2 separate regions of the Sus scrofa genome follow, and region 2 is linked to region 1. Evidence: chromatin contacts called from public HiChIP or PLAC-seq data. All regions are on one chromosome and are shown on one strand. Each heading gives the region's core, a stretch centred on a gene start, on an enhancer-like site or on the middle of the called end of the contact. The rest is flanking DNA. Distances are from core to core; before and after follow the strand shown. Region 1 overlaps ARID5B (AT-rich interactive domain-containing protein 5B). Region 2 overlaps RTKN2 (rhotekin-2).

Region 1 (6,192 bases), core at 2,018-4,517:
GTCTTGGAAGTTCCTTCCATCAATCGGAATACTAAATTTACATTGTTAAGTTCCCTGGAGGTGTTAGGGCTCTGCATTCAGCAATTATTGTGAATCAGAACCTTAGCTAGGGTGAGTGCCAACATTCCAAGTGCTAGCACAATGGAAAAGAGAAGTGGTTTATATTAGAATATGGTCACATTCTTCTGATTAAACCCACTCAAAAAAGACAACATTGTAATATTTTCCAATGACTGTTTATCATGAATTACGTCAGCCTTCGTTTAAATTGCTATTATTTCTCCTTAATGCTTCTCGGTGCCTGCATTAATTTACAGCACTGGCAGCCTCGGGACCATGAAATAACCTTTCACAAGCAACACACAATAGTCAAGAGCATGGCGTTTGTGTTGTTAATTATTATAAGACTTCTTTAACTTTTACAAAGTGACATAAAATATTGTTGAGGTATTTATGGTTCAAGCTACTTTTACATGGATCTATTTTGCTTCTGGCTAGTTCTTAACTAAAGTAATCGTTTGTGGTTATTAGGCCGCCGGAGATATTATGTCAGAACTGGTTTAAGAGTATTATTATGTATCACATGTCATACACTACATGTCAGCACTTGAGGCTGTCTTTCAATAAAAACAAATGTAATTTTAGTTTGTACTCTTTTAGGGATTGGTGATTTGTAAGCTAACCTGAGTTCATTAGAAGGCGTCCCAATCCATGAGGGAGCCAGTCTCAGCCTTCCATCATTTGCTCTTGGTCTCTTTCCTGTGGATTTAAGATGTTTTCAAAACCAATTTTGGCAGAGGTCTAATTCAAAGTGAAGATTTGCTTCTGGGGAGCAACAGAATTAGCAAAGATTGGTTAATTGCCCATGATGGCTGAACTGGTTTTGATTCCCCCATTTTGTGGATTTTCTTATAGATTTCCTAAGCACTGGGTCTTCTGGGCATGAGAAGAGCATAGCCCAGAGAAGACCCTGCCTCACTGTTCAAAGAGGCTGCCCCCTAGAGGAGTTCTCTGGTGGCTCAGTGGGTTAAGGATCCGGCATTTTCACTGCTGTGGCTCTGGTTACTGCTGTGGTTCAGGGTTCAATCCCTGGCCTGGGAACTGGGAACTCCTGCATGCCACGGGATTGGCCAAAAGAACCCACAAAAACCTGGGAGTTCCTATTGTGGTGCAGAGGAAACGAATCAGACTACGAACCATAAGGTTGCCGGTTCCACCCCTGGCTTTGCTCAGTGGGTTAAGGATCTGGCGTTGCCGTGCGTTCTGGTGTAGGTCACATACACAGCTCAGATCTGGCGTGGCTGTGGCTGTGGCTGCGGCTGTGGTGCAGGCCAGTTAGCTGTAGCTCCGATTAGATCCCTAGCCTGGGAACCTCCATGTACTGTGGGTGCGGCCCTAAAAAGACAAAAAGACAAAAAGACAAAAAAAAAAAAAAAAAAAAAAAAGCCTAACTGGAGAAGCTGATAGTACAAAGAGACTTACCACCCCAATATTCAATAATCTGGAGAGAAGTCTTGGGTGAAGAGGGGTAGAAACAAAAAGGATGGGAACACATTTGAGTTTCCACAAAGCTACACTTCCAAGCAAACTTTGAATTAATATGTCACTCCCTGGGTTCCAAATACTATGCATATTTTCCAGTCCTTGCTTATTTAAAGCAAGAAAGGAAGGGCGTGCCAGAAAGTTTTACAAAGAATGAAAACACATTAATGACTCATGTGAACAATGACTGATTTTCTTAACATATAATTTCTTAATTACTGTCTACCAAAATAATTTGCATGATAATATTTCTCCCTCCCCTCCCCCATCTGTGTTTAAGAGTCATAAAATAGTGATCAAAGAGCCTATTTGATCAATAGTAGGGAAATAGAACTCCTTAATTCCTGGTGGATTGATGGGACTCTGACATTGGATATTCTTGAGAATAATCACCTCCAACACAATGGGCAAAATGAGCTTTCCAGTAAAACAAACAGCTTTTGAAAAGAGCTTGGGGGCATTTTCTTTAGCTTGATTTCAAGGAGGAAATTGTGACTTTTATGAAACTTGCATAAATTTACATGTATCCTGTCGGAGTTTTAAAATTAGACAACATGCCTGAATGCCCTGGAAATGAGTCTGCCATCCAGATTTAGAGTGTTTTTAGCTTTTTTAATTAAAGACATTTCACAAGCCAACCCCAGAGAAGAAGAGAATTAAAGCATTACATAAGAATGTAGCAAAGTTTGAGATTTAATGAGTGAATATTACCAATTTATAAAGGAGATAAAAGGTATGAAAGGAGCAGTTATTGGGAGGTGGGTTTTTTTTTTTTTTTTTGAATTTTTTTTTAAAATGTAAGAAGTGGAAGAAGTGAAAAGGCCAGGCTGCCATTTGCTGTAGCCCTCGTTCTGGAACTGGTTCAAAGCTCGCAAAACTGACTGTGGGGCTGTGAGGCTTGTTAATGAGCACTTGTGGCAGTGAACTGGGATCATGGGTTTGTCACATGAAAATATATATATATATATGTAAAACTCAGAAGATAGAAGAGGAAAGTTGTTGAGGCCATGTGGTTGTGAGAAACCCCAAACAATGGAAACCATCCAGAAGCCCATATTTAGGAGAATCAGTGCAAACCCTACAAATGCTCATTTTCAGTTCTTTAATAACTCCTGATAGTGTAATATAGTTATTGAAAATTATTTTTAGCTACACATGTTATACCGTTCAAAAAAACTTAGACTAAATACTGTCAGCCCATGTTTGCTTTCCTAGCATGTTATTCATTTATGGAGAAATTCAGAATGTAAAACATCTGGGAATTACGGTGTATGAGAAGTCATCTTTACAATGTGTATATTTCAGAACTTCTTTTGTGTATTTATTTAGAAATAGGGGAGAAATTCTGTAAACATGTTCTGGAATATACGTAGCATTTGAATATGAAAGAGAGCTGGCAGAACTGAAAACCCAAATTTCATTTTCTATAAATATTATTCTGTTGTAGGAATGGGTTTCTGAAATGAGAGAATTCAGATTATGATAAGGCAAATATCTCTCTTTGCCCTGGACTGGATTGTGTGAACTAGAAACGTCCATTCTGGCCTCTTCTGGGGTGTGATGCGATGTTTATGTCTCCATTAACAGATAGAGGAGTTAATTTACTTCAGCATTTTAAGGTTCAAGTTGGGGCGGTACAAAACTTACGGCATAGGTATAATAGAGTCTGGCCAGTGGGCTGATGGCTCCCTGGTTCTGTTAAACAGTGAGTCCATATACTTTATAGCCAGGCCTTTAAGAAACTGGCACCATCAGCACAATTACAGTAACTGGGAAATGACACAACAGAGAGAGGAGTCAGAGAAGGGAAGTTATTAATGATTTGTAATTTTCTCCTTTTGAGAGCAGTAGAAATAAGACCCAATCTTACCTACCTCTTTTCAATTCTTATACATTTCACATGCTGTAGTCATTTTAGTAGCTTGAAAGCCCCAGGGCAGTTTCCCCTGCACCATGTTCTCTAATCCTCTTCTTTTTCTGAAATATAATTAATTCATTGGGATATGGGCAGAGCTTATATCATTAAGTGTGTTGGTATAGTCCAGTGGGCTAGACCTTTGAGCTCTATAATCCTCCACACCGACTTTTTCAAGATTCTAAAACCCATTCTGTGGAGGAGGTTCTTTAGACAGCAGGTGGGTTTCCAGCTAAGGGGCGCTCTTGCTTTATTTTAACCCACTAGGGCATGGGGTCCTTTGAAAACCTCAGTGCTATACTTGTGCCTCACAGCCACCGTGATCCTTCATTTGTGGCTTTGACTCTGGGCTTAATATGATTCAAGGGCCATCATCAAAGGAATATTAAAATCAGTGTGTTTTCCACAGCAGATATTCCTGAGTCTAGTGACGAACTAAAATAACAGGAGCTGGGAGAAAACCTTCTGGCCAGGAAATTAACTCAGAATTTAAACAAAAAACAAACCTCCCAAATCCCTCAGTGTGAACAATCCACAGAGCTCTCCTATAACTAGAATACAAGGTTGAATTTGTTCATTAACAGGGCAGCCAAACCCATTGAACCAGTGTTACTAATTTACCATGTCTTTTCTTAAGAGTTTAGATGAGGTCTCTAGATCAAGGAAATACTGGAAACAAGCCAAGGAGACAGGCCTCTGTTGAACTTTTTCCCTTGCCTAGACTTTCAACACTCTGCAGAATGAATCCCACCCTTTCCCAAGTACCCAGTACGTTATGGCAGGACCTGGTGGATGACTCAGAGAAGACTGTTATGAGGATTTTAGCCCCTTGATGTTGGCCAGCTCATGCCCCTTACAATGAACCACCCTTATGTGTTCATTAAAGTACTTGTTAGCAGGTAGTTGAATATTTGAATGTAAAAAAAAAATGCCTGTTAAAGTATCCTTTAGTTCAGACTGTTGATGGATTTGTTTGCTCCTTAAATTTAAGTGAGGGATCTCTTCCCCAGTGCCTCTTTCAGCCATTGTTCAGAGTATGAAACTGAGCGGCCCTGAGAGAAATATTGCTGTCTTCAGAGTTCCATGTATATATCCATAAAGTCCTTTCCAGTCTACTTACACCAGCTAGACCAAATAGCATATTTATATACACACGGACAGGTCATTGCCACATTTTGAGGCATATTTTTATACCAGAAGAAGGAAATACTGAAGGAGGACAGAGAAGGCTTAGGTATGTGCACATTGTTTGGTACACTTGTGTTGACAATAGCCTTGAACCTGATGAGATTTTACGTCTTACTTCTAAGGGAAGGTACTCAGAGCAGCTGCTATTTACAGCCTACTGGGATTGGTGGAGTTGTGGGCAAAATCATCTATAGAATACAAAGCCATTAATTTCACAGACCCTAAACTTTTGGTTGGAGATGATGAGGGATTTGTGGGTAATTTTTCACACCAGTGCCCCCACTTCCCTTCTAAATCGTCACAGTAGCATTTAGCTGGTAAATATGATTTTCTTTGTTCCTCCAAGAGTCCTTTGAGATAGACTTTAAGGGAAATAACATGAGCCCATTTCACAAATGCAGAAACAGCATTGCTGAAACTCATGGGATAAAATATGTTTATGGAAGAGTCTGGAATAAACCAGTACCTGTGTTCTAGTGATGTTTCTCGCAGCCCTTGAAGTGAAGGCAGTGCTTTGAGCGTTGTGGTCTACTCATTTTTGGGAAACAGATGACAGGTATTCAGGAAATTTATCCCTAGGTTTCCATAATTCTTGGTCTGGTTTTTTTTGTTCATTCTGTTTTTTGTTAATTTAACTTTACAGAGTTATCTTATCTTGTATACAAGAATAACACCTGTTTCCCATGGTTGTCCTAAGGATTAGGCAAGGGAATGTATGGGCAGTGTTTAGCACTGTGCTCCTAGCATAGTAATTTTAATATAATAGCGATAGAGGTCACACAGAGGTGGAGCTGGTGGTGTGCCCTCTCCTACTTCACCCCTTTTGTGTCTTAAATAAAGGTAAGAGACTTCTTAGGATCCTCAGCAATATCCACACAAAGTTATGGTGGATTTTGTTTTAAGTGTCTGACCCCTATGCATATGCAGCTTCCTGGTCAAGCCTCAGTCTCCTTAGCTATAAAATGAGCAAGATACTCCCCTCAACACAGAGTCCCGTCTTCATCCATCCATCTGTTCTTCTTTCAGTTGAGGTTACCATTCATCAATTAAACAAATGTATTTAGGGAGAACTTATTATGTGTTATTGCATTAGACCTTGTGCCAGACTTAATGAATTAAACAGACATGAGTCTCCTGCCATCCTGAAGTCTAAAGTCTAAGGATGTGACTAGTCAGCACATATATATATATACTAGTAAGCCTATATATATAGGCACAGAAATGCATGCACACAACAGAATTACAAGCCATGATAAGAGCTACAAACACAAGATTGCTGTCTAGATTAAATGAAATAATGTATGTGAAAATACAGTAGTTGCCACTGTGGTACAGTGGGTTAAGGATCCAGAATTGTCTCTGTGGTGGTGCAGATTTGATCTTGGCCCATTGCAGTGGGTCAAAGGATCCCATGTTGCCGCAGCTGCAGGGTAGGATGAAGCTGCGGCTCAGATTTGATTTCTGGCCCAGGAACTTTCATATGCTGTGGGTGTGGCCAAAAATAAATAAATAAAGCAGCATGGGCTATAAAATGTAGAACTTTAGAG
Region 2 (6,192 bases), core at 2,126-4,625, 220 kb after region 1:
TTAAACATTTAAAGATTTTATTGCTTCAAAAATAATCTAAGAGTTCTGTCTTTCTTTGAAAAAAAGTAGAATTTTAGATTATTTTCATTCAATGAAGATTAAAAAATACTTACAACACAGTTACATTTTCAAAACATATATCTGTGATTGTTTTATCTACAATCACCATGTCAGAATCAAAAACTTCAGCTCCCATTTTGAATAAACAAAAAATGGCATAGCGCTGTGATCCTAGAGAAGAAAAATAGCATTAAGGCAATGATCCATGTGATGTCCTGCTTACACTATGTTACAATCTACTTGAAAATTTTAAAAAATTAATTAAATATTAACAAAAATTTTAAATCCTAAATATTTGCTAATAGAGTCTTATTTTCATACACTGTACATTGTGATTCTTTAACTTTTTATAGAGACTATTTTGTCAGCCTATGTTAATATCTTACCCAACCAGAATACAACAATTAAACTAGAGAGTATCAAAAAATAAAGTTAAAAATATAGGCTGCTCAGCAGCCTAAAGCAAGCACCCAACTCATAAATTTTACTCCTAGAAAATTCTTTAAGCTTTAATTAATTGCAACTTTATTATTCTATATATACTATTACCCTTGTCATTTTGGTTTCCACATATATTTAAGAAAAATAAGTTTTCTATTGTAAGAGGTTAAGAGCAGGCCCAGTAACAGCAAAACATTTTCCACCAAGCTAACGGCAAGGGAGGAAACCACAAAAACAATAAAAAGTAGACATGAACACAAAAACCATAGCTGCTGGGCCTTTTAATTTGATGATTTTTTTAAAAAGTATTAGGTAATTAAAGGACTAAATCCTTATTACTGAGAAAAAGTAGCTCTTCAAAAAAACTTAATTCTGCATAGTAACCAGAAAGATGTACTTAATTCCCACATGCATTCTTTTGTAAAGTAAACTATATTTTCTAATTGAATAACAAATATACTAACTTGATTTTGGATTCTTCATATAAAACTAATTATGCTCAATCTGATTCAGTTTTTAAAGTATGAAGAACAAAGCTATCACAGCAGACAAGAAAGATAAAGGATTGTTACATCTTTTCTGCTGTACAGCTAGAAATCACATGAGGTTAATTTTCATGACTTAAGCAATGCATGGATTTTTTTAAGACCAAATAAAGCCATAAAATGCTAAAGGGGAAAAAAAAATCAGATGGAGCTAAAAAATCTTTCCCTCTTACATCTTGTTAAATAATCTGAGGTAAACAAAACAAGGCAGAAAAAAGCTCTCCAAGAATTCTGGTCAAATAATGTTGCCTTTACATTTACTCCTTCAACATTTCCTTTTATTCCACATTTTCCTTCCCTATTACCTGTTACTCATTATCCTGTACTGGTTCCTATCAACAAGATGCTACTTATTATGGCAAATAACATCAATTTATTTCAGCGTGGAAGCAACTTTTTCTCCCAATAATCAAATATTTACAATATACAAAAGAAAACATTTCTATTACAATTAAAAATTATACATACGTTCTTTATTGCTGAAGTGATCAGAGTCTTTCCACATTAGTGGTATACGAATATCTATAAAAGCAGGGAAAAAGAAATGACAATAATAATTTTGGCAAATTTCATTGCTAAGAGTGAAATAAACCTATGAATTCCATAATGGATTCTGACCATTAAAGCTAATATTTATTTATTATTTAAATTTTCTAACACAGTGACATTTTCTCTTAAAAACAGCTTAGACTGGGAATATAAAATCCGTAATACTCACTTAAATAATATACTTAAAAAAAACCTACCATTACTTAAGAAACTAAGTTATTAAGATCTGTAATAAGCTTATGCTGAAACTTTTTCATTTTGTGATTTGTTTTTGAAATAGGTGAATTATGAGGAACTCAGTGTTGAATTTTTATGTTGGGTATGCAGCAGCAGCAAATGTAGTTAAATACACTTCAAAATCATAGAATCACAGAGGTAGAAAGAACCTTAGAACTTTTATCCACTATGAAAACTTTAGGTGTTCCCATTGTGACAGACATGGCTCAGATCGTGCATTACTGTGGTTGTAGCGTAGGCTGGCAGCTGTAGCTCCAATTTGACCCCTAGCCTGGAAACTTCTATATGTTGCACCTGTGGCCCTTGAAAGAAAGAAAAAGAGAAAAAGAAAGAAAGAAAGAAAGGAAGGAAGGAAGGAAGGAAGGAAGGAAGGAAGGAAGGAAGGAAGGAAAGAAAACTTTTTAAAGATGAAGAAAATTAAGTGAATTGCCTAAGATTATTGGTTTCTGGGAGAAACCCAGCCTAGACGAAAAAATCCAAGACCTTTCCATTAAGATTTTCTTTGTCTACAAAAGAATTTACAGATCTTTGTATATTCGTGTTACAAACTGTAACATTTCCCTTAAAAAATAAAAGTGAAAAAGAGGAATACATTGCTTCTTTCAGGTCAAAAAAAGAACATACATTCTGAAAATATTCTAAACACATTCTTTTCATTCACACATTCTTCAAACTCTAAAGTGATTGCGTTAATGATCTTTATTCCACAAATTAATCTAGAGCTTTGACACAGTCAAAATTTTTCCTTTCTAGTTTCCTCTATTCTTCCATTTAATATTAGGTTAACATTATGCAGTAACAATTTCCCTCTGACATGCCTATGCTAATTTCCAAGTTAAAGGATTTAGATTCTACTAATAGATTAAGATGTGTGATCGCAGCATAATACAGCACAGCAGAGATCTCAATGGTAAAGTAAAGTTAGTTTTAGTTACTCAGAATGAAAACTGTATCAACGACTCAAGCCCTTGTGGAAAATTTCTTATCTAAGACACTTCCCTACTACACTTAGGAAGTTTAAGTGCAGTTTTCATATCCAATTATGCCACTTTCAAATAATTACAAATCTTTATGAACATAAATAGTTGGCTACCTTTACATTGTGCTTCACCTTTAGATCCCATAATCTTTTGTCTACATTTCTATTTGTTTAGAATTCTTTCTAAGGTTCTGAGTGCCTGTGTCCAATTTCCTTTCTAGAATAGCTTTACATTACTCCTTCATCCCTAACCTGCCCAACTAGGTAGGAATGTATGTGTGCTCTTCCCACTGGTGCCTTAGCACTTTTGGTAAAAAAAATAATAATATTACTTACAGAGCTCTCCCCATGTGCCAAGCTAAAAACCCTTTACACACATCTGATAACAATTTTTAAAATATATTTGCCAATTCATGGTTATGTTTTGTCATTTGTCTCAAAGTACTTTTCAATTTCCTCTTTGATTTCATCACTGACCCAATAGTTTTTTAGTAAGATGTTGTGTAGTCCGCATATAGTGGTTTTCATGGGGTTTGGGGTTTTTTTTTCTCATTTCCCTTTTTATGGTTTATTTCTAGTTTCATGCTGAAGTGGTCAGAAAAGATGCATCAAATAGTTCCTATCCTCTTAAATTTCTTAAGGCTTGTTTTGCGTCCTGGTACGTCGTCTCCTAGAGAATGCTCCACGTTCACTTGAAAAAAAAAATGTATGCTCTGGGTTTTATGGATGAAATGTTCTAAAATTATCAATTGGGTCTAACTGACTGTGAAAACACAACCATACAAAAATCTATGGGACGTATCAAAAGCAGTCCTAAGAAGGAAGTTCATAGCAATATAGGCCTTCCTCAAAAAGCAAGAAAAATCTCAAGTAAACAACCTAACATACTACCTACAAGAATTAGAAAAAGAAGAACAAGTCTAAAGTCAGCAGAAAGAAGAAAATGATAATGATCTGAGAGTAAATAAGTAAAAGAGAAAAAACAATGGAAGAAATCAATATAACCAAGAGCTGGTTTTTTGAAAGGGTAAACAAAATTGACAAACCTCTGGCCAGGCTCACCAAGAAGAAAAGACAGAGGACTCAAACAAAACAACCAAACTGAAGAAATAAAAAAAAAAACTGTAAGAGAATAATTATGAACAATTATATGCCAACAAACTGGAAAACCTAAAAGAAGTGGGTGACTTTCTAGAAACATAAAACCCACCAAAACTGGGTTTGTTTGTTTGTTTTTCCTTTTTCAGCCACTTCTACAGCATATGTAAATTTCCAGGTCAGGGATTGAATCCAAGCCATAGCTGCAGCAACACCAGATCCTTAACCCACTGTGCCAGGATGGGGATCGAACTGGCAACACCACAGACAAACTGGATCATTAACCCGCTACACTCACAAGTCCACCAAAACTGAATCAAGAAGAAATAGGTAATTTGAACAAACCAATCACTAGAAATGAAATAGAATCTGTAATAAACAAACAGGTTAATAAATAAAACATCCCTGCAAACAAAAGTCCAAGATTGGATGGCTTCACTGGGGGATTCTGCCAAAAATACAAAGAACTTAACTCAAACTCTTCTAAAAGACTGGCAAGGAGGGAACACTCCCAAAATTATTCTATGAAGCCACCATCACTTTGATACAAAAACCAGACAAACACACTACCAAAAAAGAAAATTAAGGCCAATATCGTTGATGAATATAGAGGCAAAAATTCTAAACAAAATATAAGCAAATTGATTCCAACAACAAATAAAAAAGATGATATACCATGACCAAGTGGGATTCATCCCAGGGTCACAAGAATAGTTCAACATGGAAAAAACCAATCAATGTCATATACCACATCAACAAAAGAGAGGACAAAAACCGCATGATCATCTCAATAGATGCAGAAAAAGCATTTGATAAAATTCAACATCCATTCATGATAAAAACTCACCAAAGTAAGTAAAAGGAACATATCTCAACATAATAAAAGCCACTTATGATAAAACTATAGCCAACATATACTCAATGGTAAAAAGTCTAAAGCTTTCTCACTAAAATCTAGGACAAGACCAAGATGCGTACTTCAATGCTTCTATTCAATGTAGTATAGGAAGTCCTAGCCACAGCAATCAAACAAGAAAAAGAAATGAAAGGTATCCAAATTGGAAGAGAAGAGGTAAAACCGTCATTATATACAAATGACATACTATATATAAATAAAAACCCCTAGATGCCACACAAAAACTACTAGAACTGATAAATTCAACAAGGTAGCAGGATACAAGATTGACATACAGAAATCTGTTTCCCTATACTAATAATGAAATATCAAGAAAGGGAAAGAAAAAAAAACAATCTCTTTTAAAATCACATCCAACGTGATTTTAAACACACACACACACACAGGAATAAACCTGACCAAGGAAGTGAAAGACGTATATGCTGAGAAATATAAAACATTATAAAGAAAACTGAAGATGATTTAAAGAAATGTAAAGAAGAGTTCTCATTATAGCTCAGCAGTAACAAACCCAACTAGGATCCGTGAGGACACAAGTTCGATCCCTGGCCTTGCTCAGTGGGGAAGAATCCAGCATTGCTATGAGTTATGGAGTAAGTTGCAGACATGGCTTGGATCCCAAGTTGCTGTCGCTGTGGTGTAGGCTGGGGGCTACAGCCCTGGTTCAACCCCCAGCCTGGGAACTCCCATATGCCATGGGTGCGGCCCTAAAAAAAGACCAAAAAAAAAAAAAAAAAAAAAAAAAAAGATATGCCATGCTCTTGGAAAATGCATTTCCATTAATTGGAAAAATTGAATTAATATTGTTAAAATGGGCATAACACCCAAAACAATCCAGATTCATGCAATCCCTGTCAAATTACCCATGCCATTTTTCACAGAACTAGAACAAATAATCCTAAAATTTGTATGATACCATAAAAGACCCAGAATTGCCAAAGCAATCCTAAGGAAAAAGAACAAAGCAGGAAGCATAACTCTTCCACACTTCAGGCAATACTACAAAGCTACAGTAATCAAAACAGTGTGATACTGGCTGTTGATGGATCAATGGAACAGAAGAAAGAGCCCAGAAATAAACTCACACATCTACATTCAATTAATCTTCGACAAGGGAGATAAGAACATACAATGGAGAAAAGACAGTCTCTTCAGCAAGTGGTGTTTGGAAAGCTGGACAGCTACATGTAAATGAATGAAGTGAGAATACTCCCTCACACCATACACTAAAATAAACTCAAAATGGCTTAAAGACATAAATATAAGACAGGACAACATAAAAATCCTACAAGAGAACATAGGCAAAACATTCTCACATAAATTGTAGTGATGTTTTCTTAGGTTAGTCTCCCAAGGCAACAGCAATA

The links. HiChIP or PLAC-seq counts read pairs in DNA pulled down with a chosen protein or histone mark.
Region 2: a contact with region 1 is called in an H3K27ac HiChIP or PLAC-seq map of alveolar macrophages. The contact joins two enhancer-like sites. A contact is called at or near these places in 2 of 47 Hi-C or Micro-C datasets (mesenteric adipose tissue and skeletal muscle) and 2 of 2 datasets of contacts at active chromatin or transcription factors (alveolar macrophages and skeletal muscle).

What each region holds. Positions count from the first base shown.
Region 1 is chr14:65,521,739-65,527,930 of Sscrofa11.1, forward strand. All of the region lies in intron 4 of ARID5B (AT-rich interactive domain-containing protein 5B), which reads left to right. Among named protein-coding and RNA genes, the nearest start is that of ARID5B, 120 kb to the left of the region's middle. Within about 2 kb of position 3,268, at least 3 of the 83 cell types and tissues checked have an H3K27ac peak or open chromatin away from gene starts, as enhancers often do. A contact at or near this core is called in alveolar macrophages, where this site is marked.
Region 2 is chr14:65,739,821-65,746,012 of Sscrofa11.1, forward strand. It overlaps RTKN2 (rhotekin-2), which reads right to left. Exons shown (of 13, transcript XM_021073059.1): 5 at 1,515-1,568; 6 at 114-231. Among named protein-coding and RNA genes, the nearest start is that of MIR9836, 7.8 kb to the right of the region's middle. Within about 2 kb of position 3,376, at least 3 of the 83 cell types and tissues checked have an H3K27ac peak or open chromatin away from gene starts, as enhancers often do. A contact at or near this core is called in alveolar macrophages, where this site is marked.